Linked DNA regions of Mus musculus: region 1 is linked to region 2. The links are chromatin contacts, called in public Hi-C maps. All regions are on one chromosome and are shown on one strand. The core of a region is the stretch at or near the end of the contact, and the rest is flanking DNA. Distances in the headings are between cores, read along the strand shown.

Region 1 (4,049 bases), core at 1,108-3,607, 210 kb after region 2:
TAGCATATATTAGATAAAAAGAGTCCATCATATTTAGACTGTCGGTTTAGTGTCTCTGGCAGGTGTGGAGCCTAGAAGAATTGCTGGCTTGATGGTGATCTTTCTGTATCCTGCAAGCCAGGCCTTCCCCGCAGTAACAGCGCTGGAATATCTCCAGCCCGTGGGAGCCTTTCCGTTTGTGCTTGGTGCACACCTGACCTTCTTTAAGGACAGGTTTACAGATCTTGGACCAGAAGTGTCTTGCACAACACAGCCCTGCGGCACAGTCTGATGATCGGAGGCAGACGGAGCCTTCTTGTCCTGTGAAGGAGACAGAAGGAAAATTACAGTTACTGCGAGGCCTGTACCATCCCACTGAGACAATTCTAAATGCACTTCTGATATATTAAATGGGAAAGGCTGAGCCTGAAAGCCCCTTTACTACCTTTGGTGTGATATATTTTTGAAGTCAGTGTGGTTCTTCTGGGATATCCATCCCCCGCGGCGGCGTTGTGGTCATTACCAAGGTTTTCAATGATGCTTTCCTCAATTTCCCCTCGAGGAAAATGGCTGTGGTCAGAGGGCATGCATATTCCTAAGAAAACCAGAAATAGTGATTAATCCTCAGGCTGTAGTTTGTTGCTGCTAATAGCCAAGACAGGAGCAGTGGGTTATACAGACACCACTGTGAGTTACCTCACTGCTGTTGCTGCCTTTCTATTTACCAAAACTCCCCAGAGAAAGCAGTATCAATGAGTGTACTGTCGAATCGTATGGAACGCCTCAGGTATAGCCATTTTAAATGCTTTCCTACTAATTGTAGTGGAGGCAGTAGAGACTTTTCTGTCTATTTTAATATTACCCTTTGGGCTAGGAAAAAGAAATCCAGTCACTTAAAAGAAATTAATCTTAAAAAATAACTTCTCTGCTCTGGGTGCTAGCTGCGCAATGCAGTTCCGGCTGCCTGGAAGACTGCGATCTCACCCGCTAGTTACTTTACTGTATAATTTTGATATTACGGAGATTTTAGTGAGTTGACTCTGGAATGCTGCTGTAACCTAGGAAGTTAGCCACCCCTCAAGTTTATTTCTGGAGACTTCTTTGAGACATTAACATTTTGTGGATCTGTGGTTGTGTGTGTGTGTGTGTGGGGGCAGTACTTCTTTGAAGGTAGTTGAGGGTGGAGGGAAAGGGGAGAAGGGATGGAGAGCTAGGGGTGTAAGCGGTACAGAGATCTCTTTTAAAAGCTGGCCAGCAGAGATTAATCATTCTAGCTCCCCGTTGACAACAGTTGTAATAGCCTTAGAGGAAAGAGAGACTGGCAAAGCCACGCAGAGTCCACCTTAAGAAAAAAACGTCTGGCTCCCCTTTCAGAACGACCTCTCCCCCTTTCTCAAGTGCCCCAAGGCTCCCTGAAGATAATTGTTTGATGGAAGGGTCCACTTTCAGGTCTTGTTGTTAGATCACAGAGGGAGGCAAGGAAAGATAAACTTTCAAGTGCTCAAACACAAGCCAGTGACGATGTGTCAGGAGAACCCTTGCATGAGCACGCGTTTGCAGGTGGCGCCACCTTAGCTTTGACAGAACCAGAGCATTTCATTTGATTCCTGGGTCCTCAAAGGCAAGGTGGTTCTAATTTAAAAAGGAGTCCAAGACTCACCATTTTTGCAGTAGTTCCCGGGGCAGCACATAGCGTGCCTCATGCAGCGCTTCCTGCGCTTTCGGCAAGCCAGACAGATCTGTACACCTCCGACGCCGGCTGCCCCGCGGCTGGGGCTGGAGCAGTACTCGTCAGAGCCGCACTCCTCATCTTCAGCGCAAGGGTAGGGCTGTGGGAAGGGAGCGGACTGGTGAGCAACTCAAGCATCCTGGTACCCACACCTTCAAGGTCCCCATCTGCCTCTTCAAAAGCCCCTTAAGCGCGCTGCTCTTAATGCAGTGATTCCAAACACACCCCAAATCTCACACACCTAGATCTTTCTGAGACCCCCGTCGGGATCACAGCACCCCTCTTACCTGGTAGTTGTCAAGAGTCTGGTACTTGTTCCCGCCCTCATAGAGAACTCCCGGCGCCACACTGACAGCAGAGCCCGGCTGCCCCCCAGCACCACCCAGCGGTGGGGGCAGGTTCTTGATCGCGTTGGAATTGATGAGAACTGAGTTCAAGGTGGCACTGGCTCCTAGCAGAGGGAGGCTGCAGAGAGCCATCATTGTAAACACGGCCAAGAACCGGACAGCTGCCGCTGCACACACAACCATCATCTCCGAAGGACGCAAACAGGCAAAGGTCAGGAAAAGAGAGGTCACTTTGCACGGCGGCTGGCTGCAGAGTCTGGACTGCGGAACCTCAACTTCGGGACCTCCGCTGGTGGAGTCTCTGGCTGCCAGGCGCACAGCTCTGCACCGCCACCGCCACCTCTGGCTGCCTTTATACTCAGGCTCCCAGCCCTCCCAGCTCCTCAGGGAAGACAACAAAGCCGGGATGGGATTTCAAAGCTTTGGGAGGAGCTGGGAGGGGGAGTGTTTGTGTGTCGGAAGCAGGGAGGACTTTGACACTCTCCCCTCGCCCCTCCCTTGCACTGTGGTCCCCTTGTCCAGCTCACCTTAGAGTGTGGGTCACTAGAGCACTAGAGCATTAGAGCCTAGCCCAAACTTATAAATAAATAAATAAATAAATAAATAAATGGCGGGAGGGTGCACTCTGTGAGCTTGAGTGTTCTGCTGTGGGGCTGGGTTAGTTCTGTCTGAAATCCTTGTCAGAGTTAAAAGTGATAGAATATACAAAACCACGTTTCTTCTCTTCCCCATATGAGTACCCTCGCTTTCTGCGCACGCAAATAATATTCAGTATTAAATACAATGCGAGCAGCCATTCATCAAAGGTTTTGTGAAAAGCCCAGGTGGCTCCTATAGTTGCTGATTAACCCTTTAGCGTTGCGATTTGCAAATGAGGTTCTTGTCTTTTAAGTTTGTCTAGTTGCTTCCCCACTTCCCACTCCCTCCCTCCCCCCACCCAACCCTACACACACCAGGAGAAAAAAAAATGTGCAAAGACAAGAAAATTTGCACATCAAATGAGGATGCCAAGGGAAGAACTAATTCGCTTTTGATGGTGAGTTTGGGGGGGTTGGGGGTGGAGGCGAGAGACTGCCGTTTGGAAATTAAATCAGGGATGGAGGGGAGAGGGAAATAGGCACCCGATAATCAAACTATTTAATGTGGTTCTTTGAATCTGGTCAATCCCAGCAGTAGATGAACTTGATTAAGCAGACACATGAGATCAAAGTGGCTCTGAGCCAGAGCGGACAGGGTCCCTGAGCCTGGTCAGTCCTCTTTCCCTGGTTCCCTGTTCCCAGCGGTGGGTTAATAGAAGAAGATAAGAAACCCGAAGGCTTAGCTCCCGGCTTTCTCATTAGTGTTTCATATCGCTGAGCAGGAGAGGGCTTGCTTTTGATCCCAAATCAAACCTCGTCCAGGACAGGACAGGACAGGAGGAATAACCCTCTAGGGAGATAACAGAGGACCTCCTGGAAAAGAAGTGCTGAACCTAAATCAGAGAATGAATTTGAAGGGGTTTCGCCCAGTGTGTAAAATAAGAAACAACATGGACATAAGAATGCCGTGCTTATAAATTAGCGGTAATGTATGTAATAATGACTTTTATTAAAGTCAGTCTTTTATCCAACCATCACAGTGCTAAAAGAGACAGTTGTCATGAAATAACAAAAGATAAGAAATGTGAATGGATAATGTTTAAGAACAGATCGATAAATCTGAGACCACAAGCAACTGTTGTATGAGACTGAAAAGGAAGAAATGATCTGAAATCCTTGTTGGAGAGGGTGAGCTGAGATGTCCTTTGTAGCCCCTTAGCTTCTGGATCTGCTAGAATTATTCACGACACCGCTTTATCTATAATAGTTATTCTTAGGAAGCCCCCCACCCCCACAATAGCCAATGACAGTCTTGTACAAATATAACCCTGAAGTTGAGCTAGGAGGGATATTATGAACAATATTTAAATATCTGTTTGGTGGATTTCAGAACTTAAGTGTCTTCCAAGTAACTTT
Region 2 (3,760 bases), core at 1,176-3,675:
ACCCAATCGCCTCCCCATTTCTATCACACCATGGCTGAGATCTCAACATATGAATTGAGAAGAGAGGGTAAAACAAAACCTTAGCGTTTGGGGAGGAGCAAAGCTGCCATTTAAATTCCTCTTATAACTCATTAAGTTCAATCTTTATGCCTCTCTCCTAAGAGGGTCTCTCCATGCATACTCCACTTAAATTGCAACTTGTGATGGAGACTACCATAAACACTGGTAAATCATTAGATCAAAAGTTGTTAGAGTGTGACATAAGGATCCAGAATGGGGAGAGCAGATAAAAACAGAGGCAATTCTTTTAGACAGGAACAATTCTGAGTCAGAGTTTTTGACTGTGGGATGGCAGCTTCATCCCTCTACTTGATGCCCTGTCTTTTCTACTAGAGGGAGGCTCTACAAGTTCCCTTTTCCCACTGTTGGACATTTCATCTAAGGTTCCTCCCTTTGAGTCCTGAGAATCTCTCACCTTCCAGGTCTCTGGTACATTCTAGAGGGTCCCCCCACCTCTTACCTCCCGAGGTTGCCTGTTTCCATTCTTTCTGCTGGCCCTCAGGGCTGCAGTCCTGTTCCCCTCCACCCTCAATACCTTAAAGAACTGCAGGGACAAATATAGAAAAGAGATTGAGGGAAAGGAGGTTCAGTGACAGGCTCAAATAGGTGCCCAGCTCAACGGGAGGCTCCAAGGCCTGACACTATTACTGAGGCTATGGTGTGCTTACAGACAGAAGGCTAGCATGGCTGCCCCTCTCCCTCAGAGGCCCAACAAGCAGCTGAAACAGTCAGATGCAGATGCTTACACCCAACTAATGGACAGAAACCAGGGACCCCTATGGTTGAATTAGGGAAAAGCTGGAAGAAGATGAGGAGGAGGGTGACCACATAGGAAGACCAGGAGATGGCTCAGACACTGAGCCACCAACTAGGCAGCATCCACCAGCTGATATGAGGCCCCTGACATATACAGCAGAGGACTGCCTGGTCTAGCCTCAGTGAGAGAAGATGCACCTAACCCTGGAAAGACTTGAGGCCCTGGGGAGTGGGGAGGTCTGGTGGGGTGGGGACATCCTCTTGGAGATGGGGTAGGGAGAGAAGGTATGGGATGAGGAACAGTTAGAGAGGAGACTGGGAGGTGGATAAAGACTGGACTATAAAAACAGATTAATGAATTTAAAAAAAACCCAAAAAACAAAAAAATCATAGGCAGGCAGTTTTCCTCCAGTGCTAAGGTGTATATATTTAGATTTTCCTTAATTGACTAGAGACTTAGGCTTAAGTCATATTTTGGGCTCCATCATTACCACTCATCGATGGCTCTTGGTATTAAAGGGTTAAGACGCCCTTAGACAAGACTGGGATGAAAAGCACTTCTGGGAAAACATGAAGAGAAGGGAACTATAGGGGAAGAGGAGACAGCAGAATTCAACTTTTCCTGTCAAAAGACTGGGAGGGACTGTTTTGTTACAACCCCCAGATATGGAATTTCCCAAAATGTAATTTACAAGAAGGGATAAAACAGCATCATGCCCTGAGAGTTAATGGCCAAGAGAGAGAGAAAAATTAGTATACCTGCACACTTGTTAGACATTCAAGGTCACAAATGCCACTTCTCTTCCACACTGTCCTTGACAGATGGCCTCGAAGAAGAGAGCAGAAGAAGACGCAGGAAGACTAAGAATCTCAGGCAAGCACTAGGCATAGTGGTGCTTAGTATCTGTAACCCCAGTACTTGGGTAATAGAGGAAGAAGTACCAAGTGTTCAATGCCAACATTAATTTCAGAGTGAGTTCAAGGCCAGCCTTACTGCATGAGATTTTGTCTTAAAGCAACAGCAACAAGATCCCCTTCCTGTAAGTCTATAAAGTGAAGCCACAGAGATATTACAAAGAGAATCTGCTTCCAGGGAACAAATATAGAATCACCTCATAAATTTGATTTTCTTTTAGAAGAGACAATAGCACACTCTTTTTCTTTAAAAGAGCAAAACAGTTATAATTAATGTGGGGACTGTACATTCAATATTTAATGAAAGGAGAGTGGACATAAATATACTATCAGCATAGTTTGGTAAAGTTTAATAAAAGATCTTTGGATTTAGCTCGCCTGTATACATTGTTATGGTAGAAAGCAATTGTTCACTAACTTACATCTTTAAGTAAACTTTTGCTATTTACGTAAACTGCAGTCTAACAATTTTTTAAAAAAATTTATGGCAGAGTTTATCAGATTACTGGTATACATATATTCAAGTGACAGGCATGAAATTATCAGAAAGATCGTATCTCTCTCATTTCACTAAACCAGATAGGCTTCTTCATAATATATTTGTAATAAGATCTAGCATTACAACAGTTTGCCTGTTCTCAATGCTCTTGGTCACAAAGGAAGTGATTCTGACAGGGAACTTTTCAAGTCTACCTAAGTGCTCGCCTTATTAGGTTATCTCTCCCATTGGTCCCTTAATTCTCAGATAAGGAAATGTTTGCTGAGCCACAGGAAGAACAAGCTTATACTTAAGAAAACACTAACAGAGAGACCTAAGGCAGCGACAGCTCATCTGGCTTTATACTTAGCTGTTAGGCTTGAAAATGTTTCCATTAATAAATACTATGTCATTTTTAACAGAGATTAAATTTCCCATGCATTTTGTTATGCATGCATTACCTCCTGTTTAGAGTAGCTTTAGCGAGTTTTTTCTTTTTTAACTTTAGTCTTTCCTTTTATGAATGTTGCCTGGCCAGCAGCCACCAGAAGAGAACAATTTAACCAACATTCTCTGAGTAACAAAAGATCTGGAGTCTGATAGAAAAAGAAGCACTAAGACAAGCGGAGAACATTTGGGTTAAAATAATTACAAACTGGACTATACATTATTTAAACCCTGGTGAAAAAGGCTGAAGTTATATCCTGTTATTTTCTTTTTCTGAAATCCTTAATTAACAACACCCTATCTCCCCAAAAGACCAAAACAAAACCCCAGCCCCCCACCCACTTACCCACCCAATCAACCAAATAAACAAACAATCCAAGAAACATACTCTGGTTTGTCTCAATCAAATCGCTTACACGCCTGTCAGTGTTCTACAGAATTTTATCTTTTACCGTATTTAACGTCCATCAAACCCCAATAGTATGTAGAATGGTGATTATAATTATACAAATGAGACTTGAAAGAATTGCACCTAAGTAGGTTTGGTTTTCCCCCCAACCCTCCATATTAAAGAGGTTGAAAGCTAAGAAGGCAAAGTCTTTCGAGCCTCAGGTTAAAGGAATGTAGGCATGGTCAGGGACGGGAATCTCTTCCCACCATCACCTAGCTGCACCCAGACTTGTGCACTGTCAGCATCTTCCGGTGCCTTACGTGGTAATTACATCTGTCTCAGCATTTTGAGAACAAAATGAGATTGTGTCGCAGATACATATGAGGTGTTGTTAACTAGGAGAAAGTTCCCCCATGCTTTCAGTGAGAACTAAGTTAGATGGCTTGGTATACATGAGTTAAAAAAAAATAAAAATAAAAAATAAAAAATGCTTGGCGATATTACCTTGTCAAGGCTAATAAATAGTAATGGTTATTAAAGATCTCTCTCTCTCACTCACTTTTTTGCTCTCTTCGTCTGTGTGTGTGTGTGTGTGTGTGTGTGTGTGTGTGTATGTGTGTGTGTAAGCATTCCAGTGTATGAGGCTACCTTGCAAACCCTGACCCTTTGTCAGGGCTAGGATACACCATGTTCCCTTTGTGCTACACAGTCAT

The links. Hi-C and Micro-C count contacts between places; a contact is called where the count stands out from the background.
Region 1: a contact with region 2 is called in a Hi-C map of the N1E-115 cell line, with 4 times the contacts expected there. A contact is called at or near these places in 11 of 39 promoter capture datasets (3T3-L1-derived adipocytes, the HPC-7 cell line, HPC-7-derived erythroid cells and 7 more), 9 of 484 Hi-C or Micro-C datasets (the G1E-ER4 cell line, the HL-1 cell line, the HPC-7 cell line and 5 more), 19 of 130 datasets of targeted methods (the G1E-ER4 cell line, the NIH/3T3 cell line, bone marrow-derived dendritic cells and 11 more) and 2 of 9 other capture datasets (adipose tissue and liver).

What each region holds. Positions count from the first base shown.
Region 1 is chr19:30,547,139-30,551,187 of GRCm38.p6, forward strand. It overlaps Dkk1 (dickkopf WNT signaling pathway inhibitor 1), which reads right to left and starts at 2,358. Exons shown (of 4, transcript NM_010051.3): 1 at 1,996-2,358; 2 at 1,640-1,808; 3 at 425-574; 4 at 1-300. The coding sequence starts at 2,241. The coding sequence ends at 47.
Region 2 is chr19:30,333,281-30,337,040 of GRCm38.p6, forward strand. No RefSeq gene overlaps it. Among named protein-coding and RNA genes, the nearest start is that of Gm36319, 60 kb to the right of the region's middle.